Linked DNA regions of Capra hircus: region 2 is linked to region 1. Evidence: chromatin contacts called from public Hi-C data. All regions are on one chromosome and are shown on one strand. The core of a region is the stretch at or near the end of the contact, and the rest is flanking DNA. Distances in the headings are between cores, read along the strand shown.

Region 1 (7,293 bases), core at 2,139-4,638:
AGTTATTACTGAAAAATTAAGTAGGCTTGATAGAAAGTTTTACATTTATGTACAATGAGAAAACTTGAAGTTTCCAAAAATGATAAGCCCAGTTTTAGGTTTCAGCCAGATACAGTAAAGCCATAAAATATTCAGTAAATGAATGAAGTGTTTGTCCGTCCCTGTAGCCCATTGACAAAAACCCAGAGAGTAAATGACCCCTGTCTTTCTCTGTCTCTGCGGGGCTACAGGACACCTGGCTCGGAGGAGAGGCCTCTGGAGCATCTGGAGGCGGAGCTGGAGGCCGGCCGCTCCCCTCCCGGCGATGCCCGGGACAACCTGGAGCCTGTCTCGAATCTTAGCAGCAAACTCAAGAAGGCTTCGCCGCCCTCGGACCCCAGCATCAAACCTACCAAAGAAGAAGTCTCTGAACATGTTTCGGCAGAACCCGAGGAGGCTGTGCCGAGTGTCAGCACCTTTTGTAACCCCAACAAGGATGCCCTCGGGGACGATCAGCTTCCAGCACCCTGTGACCCTGGGAATTTAACAGATGATCAGAGCAAACCGTCCCCAGACGTGGGAGGGACGTTACCAGAGCAGCCCCCGGACCCGGTGGCTGCAGAAGCCACAGGGAGGCTGAGCCCGGTTCCCTCTGTGCCTTCCGAGGGCGACCGTGAGCCCGAGCCCTTGGGTCACAGCGGTCGGGACAGAGGCTCAGAGGCGGAGGGTCCCGCTAAGAGCACGGGGGTGTCCACAGACGAGGTGCCCTCTCCGCAGCTAGACATGATCACAGAAAACCGTCCTGAGGGGCCCCCTGAGCGCAGCAGCAGTGAGAGAGGGGAAGACAGTAAGGCCGGGCACAAGGCCCCAGAGCCGTGTCCGGTCCAGGAGAAGGTCAGCAGCCTCAGAAAGGTTGACCGAGGACATTACCGTAGCCGAAGGGACCGCTCATCCAGTGGCGAGCGTGCACGGGAGAGCCGGAGCAGGACCGAGGTGCAGCATCGGCGGAAGCGGCCCCACCGGGAGCATGAGCGGCTGCGGCCTGAGCGGCCCCGGCTGGAGCCCTGCGCCCTGGCCCCACAGCCCCCCTGCCCCAGCTCCCTGGCCAGGTCGGGCCACCACCACTCCCGGAGCAGGGGCGCCCCCGACCAGGAGTGGGGCCGCTACCACCACGCCGAGGGCGAGCACGCCTGGGCCCGGGAGAAGTACTACCCAGACAGGCTGCGCTGGGAGCGCTGCCGGTACCACCACGACAGGTCCCCCCTGTACCCCGGCCGGGAGCCCCGGGACTGGCGGCCCTTCCACGCCGAGCGAGAGTATGAGCGGGCTGGGCCCTACGGCGGCCGGCCCTACAAGGACCACTACAGAGGCCGCAAGGGCTACGAGCTGGCGGCCAAAGAAAGGGACCGGCACCGCTTCAGCAGCCCCCGGGCGGGCGTGGCCCACGCGCCCCCTCCACACCCCGCCGCCAAATACGCCCACGACAGGCTCGGCTTCGGGGCTGAAGATGGCAGCTGCGACCTGGCCACGCGGTTTCACGAACACGACAACGTTAAGTCACGGAAACGGAGATACGATAGCCTCGAGAATGAGAGTCACGTAGAAAAGAAAGCCTGGAGAAGCTTACAGAAGGACCCTGTAGAGGAGCCCAAAGTGAAGAAGCACAAAAAGTCGAAGAAGAAAAAGAAATCCAAAGACAAACACCGGGACCGAGACTCCAGGTGAGGGGCGGCTGCGTGTGGGGGGTGCGCCCTCCGCACCCAGCCTGCGGATGGGTGAGGGCTCTGTCGTGTGTAGCTTTCATCTCGGGGGGTTTGGGACTGCCCTGTTTTTATCGATTCCTAAACCTTAGCTCTGTTTTTCTTAGCGGTATCTTATTATGTGGTTTTATAAAACACCCAAAAACCCGGTCTTTCAAGACGTGGCTGTGTTTAGTTGGTGCTTTGTAACTCTGAGTACACATGCGGCATTCAGGAGGTGAAGCTTGGGACTGTCCACCTTCACAGTGGTGGTGGTGGTTAGTTGCTCATTTGTGTCCAACTCTGTGACCCCATGGACTGCAGCACTCCAGGCTTCCCTGTCCTTCACCATCTCCCAGAGTTTGCTCAAGCCCATGTCCATCGAGTCAGTGATGCCATCCAACCATCTCATCCTCTGTTGTCCCCTTCTCCTCCTGCCCTCAGTCTTTCCCAGCATCAGGGTCTTTTCCAATGAGTCTGCTCCTCATATCAGGTGGCCAAAGTATTGGAGCTACAGCTTTAGTATCAGTCTTTCCAATGAATATTCAGGGTTGATTTTTTTTAGGATTGACTGTTAACCTATTTATTCACAGATGTAGTTATAATGCTACGTCTGTTGATACTCTCCAACAAATTGTCCAGTGAGATTTCAAACTGAGTTTCTATTTCTCCATTTCTCAGTTTGAAATCTCATTGGGAAGTTCTTGTATTTTTTAAAAGCTAAATTGGTCAGCAGCTTTCTGGAAAATGACTTCTCCATGAGGAGAGGGCTGAGCACACAGTATACACTGGTGTCTCTTAAGAGCGAGACCCTGGGAGAGGTTACCTACCAGGAGCCACAGGTGAAGAGTGGTTACTTGAAGGAAAAGGACATCAAACCTCCTTCCTTCTGTGTGCCTGACGCACCGGGCAAAGATACTTTTTCCTTTAGCCACTAACTAGTTTCAGGAAAAGGTGGTGGAGTCCTTCCTTCCTCTGGTGCTTTGGCCAGAGCTCTTCTCCCCAAAGTTAAAGGCTGCGGTGGGGACAGGTTGAAACTGGTGAGGTTATGACCCTGGACTTAATTATTACAGTGAAAACCGCATGTTTCATTAGGAGAGCCTCACTTGTGTGTGCGTGCTGAGTGTCCGCAGAAGTGGGTGTGAGTCAGAGAGAGGACCAGTTCTCCTTGGGGAGGTTTGCTTTCCTAGTGGCCCTAGTCCTGGCTTTGTCTTCGGCAGGCATCAGCAGGATTCAGACCTTTCCGTAGCGCACTCTGACGCTGACCTCCACAGACACAAGAAGAAGAAGAAGAAAAAGAAGAGACACTCGAGGAGATCAGAGGACTTTGGGCGAGATTCAGAACCGCGCTTGCCCAAGGCAGCCAGCTGTGAGACTGTGGACCATTTCCGGAGAGCCGAGGGCGCCTTCCCCCTCGCAGACGGCCTGCCGCTGGAGGGCGCGGCACCTTTCTGTGAGAAAACCAAACACTTCAGGATGGAGAGCCGGGAGGTCAGGTGTCGGCTGTCCGAGTGCGGCCAGGGTAAGGGGGCGCGCGGGGCGAGCGGCCGCGGAGGGGGCGCGCTGGGCGTGGCGGCCATAGGCGCCCTTCCCTCGGGAGGAGGCGGTCGCTGGAGGAAGGAGCCTCACAGGGCGGAGCAGCTGTCAGTCTCGCTGAGCCCCGCCCCGCGTCCTCACCCGCCTCCCGCGAGGCAGAGCCGGGAGCCTGTGCTGCGTGTGGCTCTGGGCGTCTGACTGGGGACAGACCTGTTCAGACGCCATGTTTGACAGAAATACTGTTGTGGTACCTCCTTTCTCTCCCGGGTCCTGAACCCGTGCCCGTTGTGAGGAGACCCTGGAAGTCTGTCTGGTGACCGGTGCGCAGGCGTCACGCCTCTGGCCCGGGTCTCGGGCTACGGCTGCAGGTGGGGGTCCCGGGCGACCGCACGCTGCCGGGCTCTGGGATTCCTGTCTGCCCTGCAGGGCTTGGCCCACTTGTAACTTCCTAGCCTCTCCTGCTCTGACCGCCTGTACGCAGCCCTTCTGGCTTTCTTAGCTGTTCCCCTGACCTTCGACCCTAGAAGGAGTGCTGAGCCTTGCAGGGGGCCGAGGGTGGGACGCCACCTTCACATGGCCCACCGGTTGGGAAGGATTGGACATTTTTAAATGGTTGCCGCTGCTGCTAAGTCGCTTCAGTCGTGTCCGACTCTGTGCGACCCCATAGAAGAAAGCCCACCAGGCTCCCCCGTCCCTGGGATTCTCCTGGCAAGAACACTGGAGTGGGTTGCCATTTCCTTCTCCAGTGCATGAAAGTGAAAGTGAAGCCGCTCAGTCATGTCCGACTCTTCGAGACCCCATGGACTGCAGCCCACCAGGCTCCTCCGTCCATGGGATTTTCCAGGCAGGAGTACTGGAGTGGGTTGCCATTGCCTTCTCCTTTAAGTGGTTGGAAGAGTCCAAAGAAGACTTGCATTTCACATGAAAATTTTGTGAAATTGATGTGTCAGTAAAGCTGCGCTGCAGCCCAGCCCGTCTATGGCCCCGCGGAGCTGGCAGAGCCCGGCCTGGGCCTTCCATGGACCAGCTTGCTGACCCCCCCACCCACCCTCACCCCCGAGGTGCCCCCTTGTGACCCTGCCTGCTGTCCGGGAGCCCCGGAGACCATGGGTTCTCTACTGTGTTCTGGACCCAGGGAGGTGTCATGCTGGTTAGGGGAGGACCCCCTCCCATGGCCCACAGTCACGTCATGGTTGGTGGAGGAGGGACAGATGGCCACACAGTGCACTGGCGTTTGGGAGAAGCAGAGATCAGGATAGGTGGGGTGTCTGGGGAGGGGTGGATGCCAGGGGTGCTTGGAGCAAATTAGAAGACTCGTGGGGCCATTAGGAAAGGGAAGCTAGGTGTCCTTTGCTGTGTTTGTTAAGATGGCAACAATGTGCATTTCCATCTTGATTTCCACCAACATTTCCACGGTTTGGGCCAGGGGCTGGATGAGATGAGTCCCTTCTGACTGCGTGTGGTGAAGTGGTCCGGGCAGGTCCTCAGGATTCTGTGTGTCTGCCTGAATCTTCCCTTTCAGGCTGCAGGTCTGTGGTGAGGACCACAGCCAGAGGCCACCAGCCCACCATAGGCACGGCTCACCCACAGAGCTGGCTTGGGGGACAGTAGGTGGCACGCAAAGCCCGGTAGTGGACATGTGGTGGCCCACATGCAGGTCTCCAGGGGCTGCAGGTGGGGGGGACCCTTTCCTGTCCTCTATCTGATGACGCTCAGATGCCCATCCTGTCCTGACCTCTGTCAGCTTTCAGAGGACGGACCTCTTCACCTGCTGGCGCCTTGACCTTTCCTCCAGACTCCTGTTCTCTGGCACCATCAAGCTCTGGATTTCTTTGACCCAGCGTTGAAATGCTGATGGGTTTGCTGGGATCAGATTGGGCTGTTCCCACGGGGACGTGGCCCTCAGTCACCATGTAAAAGCGTGTTTTCAGTGAAACCCTTGGAAGCACAGCTCGTGTAGGACTGATTTCAGGCAACGAGCCTGTCTGAGAACTGCTTCTAAGTTAATGACGTGATACGCACAGAGCACAGGTGCTAAAATTTTTGCCAAAACGTCATTAAAATGTTTCCTAACCTTTGCTTTCTAGGTGATTGAAAACTTGGCCTCAAAACAAAAACTTCACTAGTTATGGTGAGCTCTTTTCCTCTCTGCATGTTTGTCCTGACCGTTTGTGGAGCCGCTGAGGGGCCTGAGGAGGGAGCTTGGGGCTGCATGGGAGCAGGTGGGGAGTCAGCCCTTGAGGGGGGTGAGGTTCAGGGCCTTAGACACACTCCCTCACTGGAGAAAACGAGGGCAGGTCAGAAGCTTAAGTCATTTGAAAGATGGAGAAGCCATTTCTTCACAGCCCTACCTGAGGGCCTGAGGGAGGGGGCCCCTTCCCAAGACCGCTGTCCTGAGCTCTGGGCGCCCTGCTCCTCCCCACCCTGTGCTTGTTTCAGACGAGAAGGGCTTGGCTTGATCTGAATGAGGTTTGGGTGCTTTTTTACAGCAAGTCAAAGCCTCGAGCATCATCTCCAGGCCTGGTGCTCAGTGGTGCCGGTGGGGGTGGGGGAGGGACTTTTGCCCAAATGTGTAACTCCTCCTCAGCAAGGTGAGGTTTGAGTGAACTGTCTACAGAGGACCACCGTGCGGCCAGTGAACGCTTAGCAGCGAGTTTTCAAGGGGAAAGCCCTGAGCCCCGCTGAGGAATTCGCAGACTTTCTTCCTAGGGCGGCGGCTCCGAGTGCCCAGCAGAGGGCGCCCTCCCCACTGGCCTCCCAGCTACTGCCCGCAGGGAGGCCAGGGGGCTTTCCTAGAGACCTGGGGCATCTGCGAAGGGGCGGGGGGGGGGGGGGGGTGTGACGTGAATGGAAGACAGCCCAGCTGGGGCTCACCAGGCCCTGGGTTCCACTTCCTGCCTCTGGATCACTGACGCGGCTGCCTCTTGTCTTTCAGATTCACCGTGTTCAACAGAAGCCATCCCCAACCCAGCTTAAATTATAAATAGAGAAAATAACTTTGTTCAAATCTGCGTGGTGCTTCTTTAGTAAATACTGTACAGATTTTACCATGGAGGACGTTTTTTTTTTAGTTTTTACCTTTTCTTAATTACCCTTATTCCAAACGGATGAACACTTTCTACAACTGCTGACCATTGTAAATCTATAAACTGTGTATATAAATCACATTGAAAATAACGCCCTGGACTAGAACATCTCAAATGCTGCTTAATCACAGACTCAGGTTGATCACTCGTATTCCATGCAATGCTCCTCCAAGTTAGACATCCGGTGCAAGACCAGCCGGGAAACCATGGAATTATTAAAAGTACAAACTGACAGCGTGTATATTTAATTTAAAGACTTTATTTAAAGATTCACAAGCTCTCAACTAGACTTTTGAGAGCAGTCTGTTTTCTGTAATGTCTGATACTAGAAACTAATTTGCTTCATATTTTAGTTGTATTCAAGATTTGAAGATGTATTTTATAGACAAGTTCTGTTTTTGAACTTTGTGGAACTATTCCAATCAATTTACCAGTTATGATGAGTATTTACATTATGAATGTATAATCCAAACATTATTTGTAAGGCCTACAGTATGTTTTTATTACATAACACTTTTTTATACAGTGTCTCTTGTCTTGACTATGATATTGGAGTCTGAGTTGTCAGCTTGGTCCCTTAAAGTTTCTAGTTACAGACAAAATCATACTGTGATTTTATTTTTAATATGGATATGCTATCAAACTGTGATACACTTATAATTCACTGGTCCTGCATCAGGAGATGGAGTGGGGAAAACTGTATTTAATACAGTTTGTATCTGAATAATCTGTATGGTTTATACAGTTTGTGTTGTTCAGAGATGTCTAAAGTTTGATCTTTGTTTTTTTAAAGATTAAAAAAGCACTTGCCCCACTGTAAATATACAGCATGTAAAATTTATATAGTATATAAATGGCAGCAAATTAAACCTTTTGTGTCTTATTTTTTTACTGCTGTTTCCGCATTTGCTTGCAGACACTTCTCACGGACTTCTTTCTCTGCATTTACTTTC
Region 2 (7,284 bases), core at 4,620-7,119, 110 kb after region 1:
TTTGCCTAGAAAAGCCTTTTGTATTGTTTTGCCTGGAGTTCCAGGTTAGAACTGGGAAAAACAGAACAACGGATGTTGGAGTCTTCAGACTGGAAAGACTTCTCAGATATTCAGACTACCTCCTTACAGGAAGTCCTTAATAGTGTTTTCTTGTGTACTATAAGGCGTTTGCCAACAAAGGTCGGTCTAATCAAAGCTATGGTTTTTCCAGTAGTCGTGTTTGGATTTGAGAGTTGGACTGTAAAGAAAGCTGAGCACCAAAGATTTGATGCTTTTGAACTGTGGTGTTGGAGAATTCTTGAGAGTCCCCTGGACTCCAAGGAGATCCAACCAGTCCATCCTAAAGGAAATCAGTCCTGAATATTCATTGGAAGGGCTGATGTTGAAGCGGAAACTCCAATACTTTGGCCACCTGATGTGAAGAGCTGACTCACTAGAAAAGACCCAGAGGCTGGGAAAGATTGAAGGTGGGAGAAGAGGGTGACAGAGAATGAGATGATTGGATGGCATCACCGACTCGATGGACATGAGTTTGAGCGAGCTCCGGGAGCTGGTGATGGGCAGGGAGGCCTGGCGTGCTCCAGTCCATTGGGTCGCAGAGTCGGACACGACTGAGCGACTGGACTGACTGATAAGGCGTTTTCATACTTTTAAGGTTGTTACTGTCTGTGTGCTTTCCCTATCACAAGACTCCTTAAAACTGAATGTGAAATTGATCTTCATTTTCTTTTACTCTTATTAGAGCCTCAGATAAAATGCTAAATAAAAGTCAAGACTCTTAATCACCCTCATCAATGCAGGTGGCCATCATCCAAAACACTAGAAGTTAATAGAACAAAGAGGAGAAAGAGCAATTTTGCTCTGCTTGAGCTGAAGGGTCCCTCTTTCGCCCGTGAATATGGGTGCCCCTGGTTCTCAGACCTTGGGACTTGGGCTGGATGATGTCTGGCTTCCCCGAGTCTCTTGTCCGCAGATGGCGGACAGTGGGGCTTCTTGGCCTCCATGATCCCGTGAGCCAATTCTTGTGATAATTCTCCTCATATCTGTACCTGTAGATCCTATTGTTTCTCTGGAAAATGACTAATAAAAGGAGCACAGAGGGACTTCACTGGTGGTCCAGTGCCTAAGACCTCGCCTTCCAATGCAGGGGGTGTGGGTTTGATCCCTGGTCAGGGCACTAAGATCCCACAAGCCTCCTGGCCAAAAAACAAAAACATTAAAAAAAAAAAAAAATCCAGGAGCAATACTGTAACAAATAATAAAGATTTAAAAAAAAAAAAAAAAAGTCACTCTTGGAAAAAAACAAGGAGCAGAGGACTTCATGCTTTCTCCAAATTACTTTGGACGAACAGTAGTGGCAAAGTGCTTGTAATCTTAAACACGGAAGACAAGCGTTAAGAAAAGGAAAACAGAGCCTATTTCCAATTCTGAAGCAAATAACCTGTTTCTCATAGAAACAGAATGCTTTGTAGGTAGATGGGGAAGGAAAAACAAGTTAAGTCCACTTCCTTAAAAAAATTTTAAAAAACCTAAAAGCATTCAAGTTAACTGCAGAATTCCACTCTGATACTGTGGCAAGGCACAGCTCCCCTATAAAAATCCCTTGTGTTATATACCTAAACAATTTTTAAAAGGAAGCTACTCAAAACACAGAGCAGAACCACAGCCATGCCTGCTCCTTGAACGGCCACTGTTTACCAGAAGTCACCAGTCCTCAAAGATGCCTTCCACTCAATGGCACACGTTCGTTTCAGGAAAAAGGAAACGTAACCCTATGAAGATGACCTTTAGGAAGCAGTCAGGCTCCTGGCAAACAAGTTTTCTAACCACATTTCAGCCATGCAGATACACAGCTCTGTGGAGTTCGCAGAGTGAAGTACAAATGAAAAGGGAACAGATGCTTTGTTTAAATTGGTCCAGTGCGTCCAAGTTTCCATAAAATTGGGGGGAAAAAAAAGAGGTAACATTCTGGAAGCAGAGGAGAGCCAAGCAGAAGCGGCCATCCTGTGCCATCCTACTGAGGCCTCCAGTTTCAAATGGCTACGTTGAATGCATGGAGGATCAGTTGGCTGGGCTGTGTTTCAAAGCTTCCAGCACTGGCTGGTGTTGGAGAGCCATTTCCGGCTCTGAATTCATATATGGATAGTTTAGGAGATCCCTTCATTCTACTTCTTTCCCTTGGAAAGCTTAAGAAGAATTTTAAAGTTATCTACAGCAAAGTGCAAAGTGAATCTTAAAACACATTTTTTTTTTTTTGCCATACCGAGCCACTTGTGGGATCTTTATTCCCTGTTGTTTTTCGTATCCAACTCTTGCGGACCCCATGGACTGCAGCACGCCAGGCCTCCTTGTCCATCACCAACTCCCAGAGCTTATTCAAACTGATGTCCATTGAGTTGGTGATGCCATCCAACCATCTCATCCTCTGTCGTCCCCTTCTCCTCCCGCCTTCAATCTTTCCCAGTTTCAGGGTCTTTTCCAATGAGTCAGCTCTTCACATCAGGTGCCCAAAGACTGAAGCTTCAGCATCAGTCCCTCCAATGAATATTCAGAACTGATCTCTTTTAGGATGGACTGGTTGGATCTCCTTGCAATCCAAGGGACTCTCAAGGGTCCTCTCCAACACCACAGTTCAAAAGCATCAATTCTTTGGCGCTCAGCCTTCCTTATGGGCCCACTCTCACATTCATATGTGACTACTGGAAAAACCATCGCTTTGACTATATGCACCTTTGTCGGCAAAGTAATGTCTCTGCTTTTTAATAAACTGTCTAGATTTGTTATAGCTTTTCTTCCAAGGAGCATCTTTTAATTTTAATTAGTTCCCTGACCAGGGATCAAACATGGGTCCCCTGCAGTGCAGACTCAAGAGTCTTATCCACTGGACCACTAGGGAAGTCCCAACATTTCTTACTGTGTGAAATTACAGGAAATGGCTTATATGCATTTTAGAATACACACACAAAGCTCCAAAATACATGTGTTGCTTCCTAGCTATAAAATCAAGTCATGTAAGAATAACCAATGTAAACACAAGCTTCTTAATATTTTATTTTCTACAGGCTGGCAACTTCATAATCACTTCAAGATCTCAACATCCACTCCATGTGAAAAAGATTTCATGATTTCCAAATGTGAATAACCAAGTCCAAGATTTTGCACTGTACGCTGTTTCTAAATTTAAAGTGACTGTGCTGTCTAGTCCTTAAGAACAGAATCCATAAAGCAAAAAAGAAGAACATGCATATAGACGTCAGAACTTTTAAAACAGGCTTCCCTCAGTTTTCACTGCCAAAATGATACATTTAAAATATTTAAAATGAGAGATCCTTTTATAATTCAATCATGGAAACAACTTATTCAAATGAGTATCTTATTTCTCTAATTGCTTCAAAAATAGAATGGTTTATAGAAGGCCATCCTTCACAGTCCTGAAACTTCATAGGTTTCATACGCTACATTTATCAGCACCTTTCTACCCCAGAACTTTCCACAGGAGGGGCCACCTTCGGACAGAGCTGGAGACAGCACGGCACCAGAAGCAACGATGTCAGCAGTGGATGTACTAAAAAACAATGCGAGCAAAGACGCTACTGTGAGCTTTTCCACAAAGCTTTCATAAAAACACTTACCTTATTCTGACGTAACTATACGAAAACACTTCAAGTTAGTTTGTGTGTGCTAAGTCGCTTCAGCCGTGTTTGACTCTGAGACTTCATGGACCATAGCCCGCCAGGCTCCTCTGTCCACGGGATTCTCTAGGAAAGAGCACTGGAGTGGGTTGCCACGCCCTCTCTTCCCAATCCAGGGATCAGATCCACGTGGGTTTGATCACACCACCGTTTCCTGCCTTGGGGAGCAGATTCTTTACCACTAGTGCCACAAGTTAATTTAGTTAATGCTAATTAGGGAACTCTGAATTTGTTCTTTGCAACTGTTTGAAAATTCACATACTTGGAATTTACAAAAGAAAGAGAGCTGACATGTCATGGAAACCTCCATCTCAAAGTAGACTGAGTTTAAAACAACAAAAAAAGGGGGCGGTGGGGAGGGTGTTGACAAGAAAACTGATCCCATTCTAAAACACTGAAATGTGTCATCTCGCTTCCCCACCCGTTGGTGACTCTGAGGTGGAGAGTCCACTAGCCAGGGCTTGCTTCTGTCAGTTGGGTCGGTGTCCTTTTAGACTGGCTGCAGACCACTGTTTCACGAGGGTGAGCACCCGCTCCACAAGGAGCATAATACACTGTTTCACTCTATCTGGAGAGTTGAGTTCCAGAGTAATTTTACATTTTGCTTTTCATTCTCTGCTTCCAATCTTCTAAATCAGTGAACAACTTTTCGCAAACAGACTGAAGTATGAGGAAGGCTGCATTAATAATAAAGACAAGGGGAACCAAGACTACACACGTAAAATAAGGTATTTATTATGCTAAAGAACAGGTTTTATTTTTCATTTCCCCAGAACACTAAAATAGCACACAGCATGGTAATTTAGCACGCGATATAAACTGATAAATGCAATCAATACCTCCGGAAATGGGGCGTCTTCCTTTGGTCTCCTTAAAAACTGCTCTTCAGGGCGTTTCATCGAATTACCAGCACACGACAAAAGGGGTCAGCGCAGAAAAAGGTTAGTGCAGGAGACACCTCAACTCCTAGGAGCTGGCCATCTTCCGTAAGGGGAAATACTTGCTTTTTTTTTACCCCCCCTATGACTGCGCTCCGGCAGACAGGCTCAAGCTCATTTTTTATTTTGGGTTAACACTGCTAGGGTTCCTAGTTTGAGGGAGGGTTATCTAAAGGTAATGTCAATATTGCAACTTTCACCGTAGGGCCTCCATGTAAAATGCATGTCAAGTGGAAGGAAAGGGGTGTGAGAAATGATATCAGCTTTTGCTCAAATTATTCTACAAAACGCAGAAATGACAACAGCTTACCATCAACTTGGCTTGGCTCAGACCAAGCCCAGCAGGGTTGACTTTTACAAATATCTACTCTCGTCAGAGAACAGGCTGGAGAGGGAGTGCCTGGGACGGCGGCCCTGCCAGATGGTGCTGAAGGTAAACTCAAAGCTTGCTGTTACAGCTTTCGATTCTCATCTGATAGCTGTGTAAGGTAATGTCAATAACCTCCTTGACATGGCTTCCCAAGCCTAAATGTCTTTCAAGTACAGAGACTGCCTTCTGTATCAACCAGCTTTCTGTGGGTTCAAGTTCCACTGACTTTAAGTCTGTCTGGTCACACGAATCAAAGCCGGAGCTTCACTGCCGCGCCATGTGCGTCCAGAGTTTACACAAAAGAAAGCATTCAAGGACAGCGCTTAGTCTCACTATTTTTATTGGTCTGCCTGTACCTTAACCACGGCATAACAGATTTGCTCATTCAAAAGCTTGTGCAGCCAGTGACGCCACTGTTATCTGCAGATCATCTGAGGTACTTTTTTCCCATGAAAGCATTTTCTTGTATTCTACTCTTGGCTCTGAAAACATGGGCCCTGAACGGCCAGGGAAAACACTTTTCGTCTCATCATTCAAGAATATTAGGGGAAGAGCATGCAGCAGGATGGATCGCAGGCAAGAGGGCGCCGACGCAGAGTCCAGCTTCTCCAGGAGAGCACGGGGCGGGTCAAACTCAGAAACCCCCTTTGCGGACCCTCTCTGCCGGCCCAGCAGTCCTGACCCCCGGGGCTCTCTGCCGAGGCTCCATCCTCCGTGGCCGCCAGGGGGCCTGGGCACTGCCCGCGGCCAGTCCGTGCCCGGAGCCTCCCCGACGCCGCGGGCCAGCCCGGCACTCCGCTCCCCTGCCGGAGCCGAGGGCAGACCCGCAGGGTTGCTCTGCGCAGCCGCTGAGGCCGAGTTTCTCCGTACTGCTGCTTGCCACCGCGGAAGCGCTTCGAGGCCACTGCGAGGCGAGGGGCTGGCGCCACGCGGGTCACGCTTTGTTTCCAGTGATGACTCCTCCTTTCCTGGATCTCCCCGGGCATCGACCGCAGGCCTCCTCGCCCAGGAAGCGGCATCTGCTGGGCCAGGGCTCGCCTCCTGCCTTCTCTCGCTCCACAGTTCTCTGCACGAGGCTCTGTCCGAGGCGGCGCCCGCTCCCTGCTCCTCCGCAAGGTGGGTGCAGAGAGGCGTGCGTCTGTCCCTCATGCTGTGTCTCTGACACCCTGAGCCCCAGGACACGCCCGTCAGTCCGCGGAAGGTCTTCAGTGGATCTCAATGTGAACCTGGAAAAGACCAACAAATTACAGGGTAATAATGAAGACGGCATCTCGGCAGAGTCCACACACACCAGGTATTTCCCAGCAAATACGAAGGTCCCTGACAGTATCCGGTACCAAGGATTCCCACACTGTGATAGAAAACAGGATGTCAACCTACCAATTAGCAAATCACAACGAAAAGAACAGTACTTGATTAATGCAGTATTTCCTGAAATACTTAAATATGCACTGAGGCTCTGTACTTTTCATGGCAATGTAGTTATTTGTGCAGGTTCAATAAAAAGCGGCTCCCTTTAACCAGGATAAACTAGATGACTCAATCAAGCAACCAAGGCCTCACCCAGAGTGTCCTATTTGAGAATGAGATTCAGTGACTCAGGCAGGGCAAGCCACTTCTAAGGAATGGACAACTTTACTTATGCTGTTGCTGGGTTGCTAAGTCATGTCTGACTCTTTGGGACCCCATGGACTATATATAGCCCACCAGGCTCCTCTGTCCACGGATCTTCCCCACCCAGGGACTGAACTGACATCTTCTGTATCAGCAGGCAGATTCTTTACGGCTGAGCCACCGGGGAACCTCATGTCTACTCAGGGCATAATCTATACAAGGATGACTATTATTCTATATAACACTGACACAAATACATTCGGGCAGCATAAAGCTATATGCAAACATAAGGTGCAATTATTTTTTTGTATTTTGAATATTTATTTGGTGGCGCCAGATCTTCAGTTGCGGTGTGTGAGACCTAGTTCCCTTACCTGGGATGGGCCTAGTTCCCTTCCGCTGGGAGGGTGGAGTCCTCGCCACTGGACCATCACGGACATCCCCAGTTCTTTTTTTTTTTTAATTGCTATACAACTGACATAAAATATATTAGTTTCAGTTGTTCAGTTCAGTCGCTCAGTCGTGTCTGACTCTCTGCGACCCCATGAATCGCAGCACGCCAGGCCTCCCTGTCCATCACCAACTCCCGGAGTTCACTCAGACTCACGTCCGTCGAGTCTGTGATGCCATCCAGCCATCTCATCCTCTGTCGTCCCCTTCTCCTCCTGCC

The links. Hi-C and Micro-C count contacts between places; a contact is called where the count stands out from the background.
Region 2: a contact with region 1 is called in a Hi-C map of liver, with 3 times the contacts expected there. The contact joins two enhancer-like sites. A contact is called at or near these places in 2 of 5 Hi-C or Micro-C datasets (blood and liver).

What each region holds. Positions count from the first base shown.
Region 1 is chr25:38,985,168-38,992,460 of ARS1.2, forward strand. USP42 (ubiquitin carboxyl-terminal hydrolase 42) reads left to right here. Exons shown (of 18, transcript XM_018040556.1): 15 at 231-1,700; 16 at 2,939-3,240; 17 at 5,342-5,385; 18 at 6,190-7,293. The coding sequence ends at 5,349. Among named protein-coding and RNA genes, the nearest start is that of USP42, 38 kb to the left of the region's middle. Within about 2 kb of position 3,389, at least 3 of the 5 cell types and tissues checked have an H3K27ac peak or open chromatin away from gene starts, as enhancers often do.
Region 2 is chr25:39,097,377-39,104,660 of ARS1.2, forward strand. It overlaps FAM220A (protein FAM220A), which reads right to left. Exons shown (of 2, transcript XM_018040920.1): 2 at 4,404-6,226. The coding sequence starts at 6,149. The coding sequence ends at 5,382. Among named protein-coding and RNA genes, the nearest start is that of FAM220A, 14 kb to the right of the region's middle. Within about 2 kb of position 5,870, at least 1 of the 5 cell types and tissues checked has an H3K27ac peak or open chromatin away from gene starts, as enhancers often do.